Linked DNA regions of Anser cygnoides: region 1 is linked to region 2. Evidence: chromatin contacts called from public Hi-C data. All regions are on one chromosome and are shown on one strand. The core of a region is the stretch at or near the end of the contact, and the rest is flanking DNA. Distances in the headings are between cores, read along the strand shown. Region 1 holds the start of LOC106040637 (transmembrane protein 45B-like). Region 2 overlaps PRDM10 (PR/SET domain 10).

The links. A called contact is a pair of places that touch in the nucleus more often than the background predicts.
Region 1: a Hi-C map of liver shows a contact between it and region 2, with 2.6 times the contacts expected there. The contact joins the promoter of LOC106040637 here to the enhancer-like site in region 2. A contact is called at or near these places in 2 of 7 Hi-C or Micro-C datasets (both in liver).

Annotation. Positions count from the first base shown.
Region 1 is chr21:7,927,199-7,931,766 of Taihu_goose_T2T_genome, reverse strand. LOC106040637 (transmembrane protein 45B-like) reads left to right here and starts at 3,103. Exons shown (of 6, transcript XM_048063276.2): 1 at 3,103-3,209. LOC125182761 (a long non-coding RNA gene) reads left to right here. Exons shown (of 4, transcript XR_007163275.2): 4 at 2,030-2,941.
Region 2 is chr21:7,807,376-7,812,219 of Taihu_goose_T2T_genome, reverse strand. It overlaps PRDM10 (PR/SET domain 10), which reads left to right. Exons shown (of 23, transcript XM_066981205.1): 4 at 678-737; 5 at 3,528-3,647; 6 at 4,671-4,844. Among named protein-coding and RNA genes, the nearest start is that of PRDM10, 15 kb to the left of the region's middle. Within about 2 kb of position 2,504, at least 1 of the 3 cell types and tissues checked has open chromatin away from gene starts, as enhancers often do. A contact at or near this core is called in liver, where this site is marked.

The sequences.
Region 1 (4,568 bases), core at 1,854-4,353, 120 kb before region 2:
GGACTTTGGCATCCCTGCAAAGCCGTGCGTGGGCTCAGCACACAAATGGCTCCGAGCTCTGGAGTTTTGAGCAGGAGACGAAGCATTGCTTATTCCTTAGCGTTATCCATCAGCCTGCTTTCACTGCTGCCCAGAATTTCAAATCCAAAGCTGTCCGCCCCTCGCCACGATGCCTGAAATATTGTTCTCGGGTTGTGATGATCAATTTTGGGATTGCTGCTGCAGTACTGGCTTATCCTGCACTGCAGCAGCAGCAGCAGATTTCCAGACCCTTCCTGCCTGGTGCGTAACTCCGCGATCGGCTCGGGGAGAGAAAAACACTTCAAGTGAATGAACTTCTACCGGAGGCAAGATGCCTGAATGAGACAGTGACTTTGGAGTCTCATTTTCCTCCTCAATTTTAATTTGGCTATCAAAGATATTAATGGACCATCTGGATATATTATTAGCGCTTCTACACAAGTTAATGAGATGAGAGGGTGCTCTGAAGGGATGCACACAGCCTATAGGGAAGGCTGATGTGACAGATCCGTTTCATAGTTATATGCGGGATGTGAATCCTTTCTGAGGGGCCAAGTCAGGTTTTGGGGGATTTAAAAGCAGGAGGCATGCAGCTATTTTCCTGGAGATATGTTGCCCACGGTGGGTGCTACGCTGCACAGCACCCGCTCATTTAGGTGGGGTTTGTGTGCACCCATAACACTTCTGCACAGGTGAAAGGAGTACAAGATGTAATTACCTACTGCGGCTGGAACAACATCGATGACCCGGGGGGGGAACCATGAAAGTGTCTATGTCTGGGCGGGTGTGCCATGCAGCTCTCCAGACCACTTTCCAGTTTCCCCACATCCTAAAGTCTCAGCCAAGCCACGCAGCTCACCTCTGGCTGTGCGTCCGTGTGGCAGGGGGCTTGCACCCGTCCCCTGTGCCAGCACACGGAAACGAGGGAACTCATTTCCTGGCTATAACGCTCCGCACTTCCCCCATTTCTCCGAGCAATTAATTCTGATCCCTTTCCAAGCTATTTTGTACATCCTGGACTAGGAATCATGAATTTGTGCCAGGACTGGTTTCACGTCAAGGTAACAAAGTTTGGGCGAGCTGCCGATCAGGACTCGAGCCCTGGCTTGTTTCTGCTGCCTGTGACATGCAGCGGGGTCACCCCAAGTCCCACCTTGGGTGGGAGCCCCACGTCTGTGGCTGGTGAGAAGCCAAAATCTGGACGCAGGCTGGATGAGGTCCAGCCTTTATGTGTGATTTCAAGGTCATTGAAGGAGCTGCGAAGGTTTTAAGGGGTTGCTGAACATTAGCGGAGGTATAGCTGTAAATTAGCTGACTTTTTGTCTGTGTTTTACTAGGAAATGGTTGCTGTGAACCATGGGGAAGTTGAAGAGGTTGAACACATTCAGATTCAGACTAGCCACCTGCTCAGGGATGGTGTTTGCCACCATAAATACGCACGCAGAGGTTTCCTATTTCCTTATAGTAAAATCCACCCCCCACAGGCACCATGGTTTCGTTCTGCAAATATTTTGCAGTGCAAATTTCCTGGTATACAAGGAACACCAGCAACAGGCAGCAGAGCATTCGCTAAGGGCACATTTCAATTTCAGAGTCAGGTTTCTGCCCGAGTAGCTAAACTGAGCCCTCTGAGATGAGGGGAGCCGTGGGATTTATAAACCCAGTCTAGCAACCTGGAATTTCATTGTCAATGGAAGAGCAATGCAAATTTTTGCACAGCACTTTTGGTGCTTCATTTACAATTCTGGACACCCTGTGGTTTTTTTTGTTTGTTTGGTTTTGTTTGTTTGTTTCATAAACTTGCTCAGGAGAACTGCACCTCCCCAGCTAAGTAATTAGTTACATTTCCAGGCCCTCCACATCACACTCATTTTCCTCTCATTAGTTGCTCAGCCTCCCTTTCAGGTGCAGGGCTTTGGGGATAAACCTAAAGACCCCCATGTGTCTGCTGCAGAGATGATGTAAAAGGGTCCTGATCCTTAACCCATTTTATTCTGATTTATTCCAGGCTCACAGGACTGGAGTTAAAATGGCAGCAGGTTCCTAGGGCATCCATGAAAAAAAATTAATGGAGGAGCTACGTAGCTGGAGCAGAGAAATGCCTGCAGCTTGGCTTTTCTCTATGGAAAATGTGAGTCGCCCACCTGAACGAACATGCAGAGCTCGGGCATCCAACCCCAATGCCGCAGCAGCTGTCAGGACGAGAAGCTGATAAAATCAGCGGGGAGAGGATGCCTGCAGGATGCTTTCTTCCTCCCCCGACTCCAGCAGCACGCACCTCTAGAAGAGGGGAGCGAAGATGAATTAACGGGGCGTTATTTTTACAAGAAGACGCCTGTTTAAAAAAACAGCACAAGATGGGGTGAGCGAATAGATTTGGTTTTAATAAATGCCCCACTTGGAAAAAGAAAAAAGAAAAAAAAAAGTGCCAGGGGATAGCTAGACAGTGCTTCTAACTGCGAAGTCATTTATGAAATGCAGTGGATATATTTAAAAATGTGCCCGGACAGTACGACTCGGCTTTCTCACTACAAATTCCCTGCGGCAGGTGTATTTGCTGCCGGTGATGTAAGTACCTGAGCTGCTCCATAAAAGTGAGTTAAACCAAGGGCTGGCGGGGCTATAGCACAGAAGGCTCTGTCAGTGCTTCTGTTACAAATAGCGATAATAATGCTTACCTCTCTCCCAAGGGTGTCGTGGGGGTTAATTATTTAACATTTGTAAAGCACTTGCAGGGCTGGAGATGAAAGTGGAAAGTATTATTAAGAATAAACTACATTTTATAGGAGGTCTGGTCAGAAAATTGCGTTCGGAGTTGAAATATGGGTTATGATCGCGGATCCCTGGAGGAGCATCTATCACAACCTGGGACGCAGGGAAAATGAAGTACACAGAAGCCGTGAAGCTGTTTGGTGGGTCCCCCCTCAATGTCCCAGCATTTTGGGGGCTGTGAAAGGGGGAGGGGGGAGGGATGGGGTGGGAGGGGGTGATGCCCCATGCACCCTGCACAAGGACAGCGATGCAGGGGGAGGGTCTGGAGAAGGATATTTGATACTTGAGTAAAGAAATGGGGATTTGGGGTTAAAGATTTCAGCTGGAGCGTGGAGCCAGCGGGGCGAGGCACGGGCAGGGCCGCGGGGCGGAGCGCAGCTCACCTGGGCACAGGTGCGGCTGGAGCGGCCGGGCAGGTACCGAGGGGCGGCCGCGGGAAGGGGCTTCGTGGGGGAAAATGCGGTGGGAGATGGGGTGGGCAAATACACCCCGTCTCCTTTTTGGAGTGGGGCCTCGTGTCGGGTGGCTGGGAAGCTCCATGGATTGGGTTCCCAGGTGGGGCGGGGTGGGGGACCCCCAAATTCGGTGTCTGGACCAAAGCGATGAGGAGGGAGGTGAGGGATTGGGGTGGGTGAGGCTGGACCAGCTCCCCTCGGGTGAGTGACGTGGAGGGGGGGGCTCTGCACAATGGGGTGTCCTGGTGTAACGGGGTGCAGTGGGGTGGCGGAGGCAGGGACTTGCTGCTGCCTCTGCCGGGCGGTGGGAGGTGGCAGCGGCACTGTCTGGGGAGAAAGTTGGAAATTGAACATGATACAGGGGGCTGAAGGCAGCAGAGGTGAGACAGGGGCAGCCCGGGGGTCCCCACGAGCCCCCCGCGCACCTCGCTGGGCTGCCTGCGAGAAGCCCTCCCCGGCTGCTCGCTCTGCTCCCAGCCAAACGAAACACAAAGGCCCTGTCCAAGAGCTGGACCGAAATCGCCCTACGTGCGCTGAAGCAGAAAGTCTTCCCCCACCCTCCTCTCCCTGCAGAACTGCCCTGAACGGTCTCTTTTAGTACCTGAAAACGGGGCAGGTGAGGAGGAAATGAGTCCGGGAACTGCCCTTCTCCACAGCCGGTGCCTCCCTCAGCAGGACGCCGCTGCAGGAGGTTTCTTCCTTCTTCCTACCAGCACGTCACCAAACCTAACAGCGTTTTGGTGTGAGCAGGGCAGTGCCAGAGCTTGAAGCCAGGCAGCCGCAGGTACCCGATAAACCGAGGCACGCCGGCACCGCGCAGCAGGCGGAGGTGAGGGTGTTTAAGGTGATTAATTGGCTGTGCCTTGAATATGCTGAAACTGAAACAGTCTCTTCAATAGTTTTTTTGGGGAAAGCTTTTTCCTTGAGGGTTGTCAAAGGCAGCACTCAGCCTGTGTCGTATGGTGGGCCTGCCCAAAATATCCCCTGGGGAGCCCAGGCAAGGCAAGGGGGCTCCTTCCCCTGGGCAAGGGATGCTCGTTAGGGCTGGGCTCCCCCCGATAAATGGCAGGGGAGGAAGGACAGAGGATGAGGAGCAGGGAGCAGCCACAGATTAGTTGTTAAAGAGACGGCAGCAAGCGCCAGCTTTGGGACAATTTTAGGACGTGCAATTGTCTCGTCTTCAGAAAATACGGACTTGGCGGCGTTTCTGGTGGCAGCAATGCTGGTTTGGGGTCACGGCTGTGTGCTGGTACCCATGAGGTAATAGGGGCTCGCGGAGTCAAGGCGATTTCATCACCGTGCATCACGGAGCAGGCGAGA
Region 2 (4,844 bases), core at 1,255-3,754:
ATATCATTATATATTCTTTATTTTATTGGTGCCAGACTGCTTCAAGCTTTAGTATTTTGAATGTTGGCAAAACAAGCAAGGCTGACCACTGTCAGTGCATAGTTTTCCTCCAAGTTTTGCTCTTCCTAGATGGAAGCTCTCCCACCAGGGCTGTTCTTGCAGACTACCATAGGAATATTGGTGTTGCCATGTCTTTTATGAAATAAAACCCAACACCCTAGCCATAGCAAATTCACATGGAGGATGTGCCTGATATCTGCGTGCTCTCTTTTGAAGAGCTCTGTTGTGATTGCGGAAAGATAAAGTTAAGAGTTATCTTCTGTCCTGCCCTCAGTATTATTTAGCTTTCACACAGCATTTCATCCTGTAGAATTTATCGAATCATCAATTCACAAAGTGATTTCTGTGTTTTAAAATAAATCACATGAAGCATTTTGGATATATAGATGAGAAGTGCAACATAAATGTGATACTGTTTTTCAGGAGCAGTACCCAATTTCAGTTTAACTTCTGTGCGTGTAGATTCACATGGTTAAGATTAATTCATCTGCTGTGTTAAAATCTAGCAAAGGAGTTATTCTTACATGGATCATTTCTTGGTGTCAGGGTGATATTTGTGTGAGGTGGGAGTAAACAACCCCGAGGCCAATTTGATAAGCCTTTTTCACTTTGTCTAGACTCTGTTTACAGATCCGTCCCAAGTGGCTTACGTCCAACAGGATGCCACTACACAGCAGGTAAGAAAGACATCATTTTCTCTGGCCCTGGAACTGTAAGGAAACTGGTACAGAAGGTACAGGGACATTGTTGTGGTGATAGAGCATAATGAGCTCTCTCTCTGGATTTGTCGAACGGCAGTCTTCAGCCATTGACAGTCGTCTGAGTGATCATGAGCAAGAAGTGCATGTTAACAAGCTGCTATTATCTTGACTTCTTTGTGCATGAATGTCAATGAAAAGATAAGAGAATTTGAATTTAATTTTTAATTCTTGTTCAGCAAAACTACAAATTTACTGCCACAGATATCATGAAAAAACTTTCAACAGTGTTGCTTTAAATAAGTCGACAGACTGATGCAGCTGACTTTATTTTAATGTCATTCTGGGAAGACTGTGTTTGTGGTTGTCCTCATGCAGATTCTGATCCAAAAGCCTAAATGTTCATTAAAGGCTTTCAAGGGATAGAAGTTGGTCTTGATTCAAGTTTCAGATCTACCAGAAACTTCACAGGAAAATAACCATGAAACCTGAAGAAATTCAATTACTGGTTCCCTTATCTTACCAGGGCATCCCAGGCGTTCTGTCTGATGTGTATGCCAGTATGAAGTGGACTGGGAGCAGAACAAAACTGGAGGCTTTGCTTATAAAGTTTTGATGATACAAAGGTTTTGATGACTTTTTTTTTTCATTCAGTATGGGTATGAGAGTTTTGTTGTTATTTTTTACTATTATCTTTGGAGACTGCATTGTGTTGGTCAGGTGTAGGTATTTGCAGTTCTAGATTTCGAGTTCAAATTCTACTCTTTTCATAGAGACTTAAAATCATTACTGCTTGTTGACTTTTTAATGGCATGTGTGAATCAAAGTGTTAGGTCTGAATCATTACCATATTACTAATGCTATCATTAAAATGTGTACTTATTGGCAGTCTTGGGGCAGAGTAAAGGGTTGAATGTGCATTGAAAATCAAGTTTCTTCTTGCGAAAAGGAAGCGGCCTAAACTGAGGCACAAGCAGGAAACTGAATGACTCAATAAAGGTGTTAGCTGTTTTCTTCCTGTTCTCTCAACATATTTGAAGGTGTTGTTTTGGATTTTTTTACCACATCATTCTCCTCTTATAAGGAAGCCAAAAAATGCTATCTGATTGTCTCAAAGCTTATTCAACAAGCTTTATCAGTAAATATATGATCAAATTGGAAGGACAGAATACTTACGTGCAGTGTAAATGGCATTCTGACAGCAGAGGATATGAGCTGTTGCTGTAATGTGTTGAGTATCAAGGGCATAAATACTTGTCCGTGTGTCCTCAGCCTGTCTTCCCTTCCAACCCCATGACAGCAGCCCCAGCAGCGTGGTCTCGTGGCAGTTACTGCCTTTGCAGGTGTTTTTACATCAGCATTTCATGCAGGACATCCCTGAACTAATGACAAAGCTTAAAATAGTAATTAAAGCCCCTCTTGTCTCTGAAAAAAATTTACTTTAAAAAGAAAGGGAAAGGTGGTGGGTTTTTTTGGTGCTTTTTTGTATGCTTATATTGCTTGCAGTGTCTGGAAGTGACATGGAAATGAAAGTAGAGATGTTTGAAGGGTGATTAGTAGAAAGAAATGCTAATATATGGTACAAATAGACATAAGCTTGTATGAACTTCTCATTGCTGGCAGACCTGGAGGTGTGCTATTGAGTAATGATGACTTTTCTGTTGCCACTTGGCATCAAAAATGTCAATAGCAGACAGTCAGGGTCAGCCGTTGTCCTGGAGGTTTCCTGTTCACTTTCACATGCTTCCCTGAAGTCTTTTTTTTTTTTTCTGTAGATTTTTGAGCAGTTTCATAAATTACTTTTAATATATCTTTAGCAACTAGATTTAAGTTCTAAAACTGTCTGCTTATGTTATGGATTTTCTTGTCTGTTCCTTTACTGTTGGCATACTTCACCGTTCTCAGTTATCGATATTTATTAAACACTCTGTAGAGGGACAGGACCTTCAATTTTCGTGTAAAAGCTGTTTAAAAGTCAGAGACACAAACTAGTAGCCACGTAATGTCAGCTGTAGAGAAGGATGAAAAATCATGCAGGATAACCGTGCAAGTGGCTGTATAGATAAGCAAGACACAAAAGACAGGGGAGGTGATTCTTAGGATCTTAATTCTGATTTGTTTTTTATCACTGGATGGGAGCAGTATGTGAGTAGTATGCAAGAATTTCTTACTACATATATAAATGAGTGCAAAAACAACTCAAAAAGTATGGTTTGACCGAATAATGTAATAAATAATTGTTGGAATCCTCTCACTTTGGAGTGCTTGAACTTCCAACAAGGTCTGTGCACCATTTTGTTTAATAATGGGTCTTGGTTTGCTTGAGAAGAAGAAATACAGGCAAAATCAGGAGAAGATGCTTCTTCAGATTTACTTTCTTCCTTTTTCCTTTTCTCTGGAAAAATAAGATGGAGATGGAAAAGGAAAACAAAGACTTGACTCAGTGGTTTTACCGAGAGCCAAAGAGCTCATCACGTTTGGTTTTAGTCAGCTTGAATTCCAGGCTGGATGGCACCTTAATTTAAAGCCAGGAGTGGGACATAAGAAACCCAAAAGCTGCAAAGCCTAGATGGAGTTTTGACGCTTTTCTCTTTGTCCCTGGCTTTTCAGGCTTTGTGCAAATCCGTCATCCCTGCTACCAACATCATTAAAATGCTGCAGTTTTTGACCTAGCGTAGGACTTCAGGGAGCTTTGCATGCAGGGCACTGCCCGTATATAAGTGACTGATGGAAATGATGCAGTGCTAAAATGAGTGCCTATAATTTTAGGTAACTGTGCTCTTGCCTGCTGCTGCTCAGAGCATGAATCCCACCAACCTGTCTGTGCTTGGCAGCGTTGCTGAATCCCCCCAGCAAATGGCTCTGGAGCAGGGTCAACAAGCAGATAGAGTAAGTCGCCAGGCACCCTTTTCTTTTCAATGTGAAAGTACGCTGATTTCGTTGCTCCATTGTCTCAGGTGGTGAACCGTGTCTGAGCGATATGGGAGGAGATACAAAAAAAAGCTGTAGCACAGATTTGTGCTGTCTTCCATCATCTCACCGTGGAATGTGTGGGGATTTTTAGGAGAGATCATGTACCTAATATACAGAGAAACCTGTTCTACAGATTGTTCTGTCTTGAGCAACCACCTTAAAATACTCTTCTCAGCTTTGAAAAACACAGTTAACAGAAAGGTGTAGCTTTGGCTGTCGCATAGGACCGGCATCCACTGGGTCTTTTTGCCAGTCTCTTAAGACAGCTTTACTGTGTGTGGTGTTTCTTGTTCTACACCTGAGAAACCTCTGTGGGTGATGGATATTCTGTGCAACGCACACCAGTTGTTTTTAACTTTTTTTGTAGAGAAAGCAAAGGAAAATCTTCATTAAAAATAGTGAGAGAATACAATGCCCTTAAACGTCTTCCATGTCTCATAGATTATATCTAGTCCTGGTGTTATCTCCTCCCTTATTGATCTTTACATGTGTGCTCTGGGGATTGTTTTCATTTGATTGTACGATAGGAGAGAAAAGATCATGTGCCAAAGTACAGGACTCTCCAACTCGTACAAAAGAAGCTAAAATACAGCTTTAGGCTCTGGATAATTTCCACAGAGCCTGGACTTTGTTTAATTGCTGGAAACCTTCCACGAACCGTCCAGAAACTTCTCGCTTTGGTTTCTTCTCCCTTGAAGTCAGCCCTTGTGCCAGGGTTGAATTAGGCAGTGACAGAGCTGTCCTGGGTGAGAGTGTCAGCAGCAGGGGTGTGAAACATCCCTCGGCAGTCATTTGTTAGGTAGCTTTGCTTCCCTTCCTCCTCCCGCTACCAAAGGAAGCAGAAAGGGTAGACTAGCAAGAGCCTTCATTGCTTGTCCTTGTAAGAGTGTTTTTCCTTGTGAACCAGTTTTGACTTCTTGTTGTGACTTCTGTCCTCAGGCATCGTTACCGGTGCACAACCAGGTGTTACCTCCTATGGAGGCGGTGGATGGTTCTGACCCTTTAGCACCTCTGCAGAATCAGATGGGAAGGATGGAAACGAAAGAGGAAGATGACGAGGATGATGATGAGGATGAAGACGGGGAAGACACTGACATGGATGAATGGGATCCA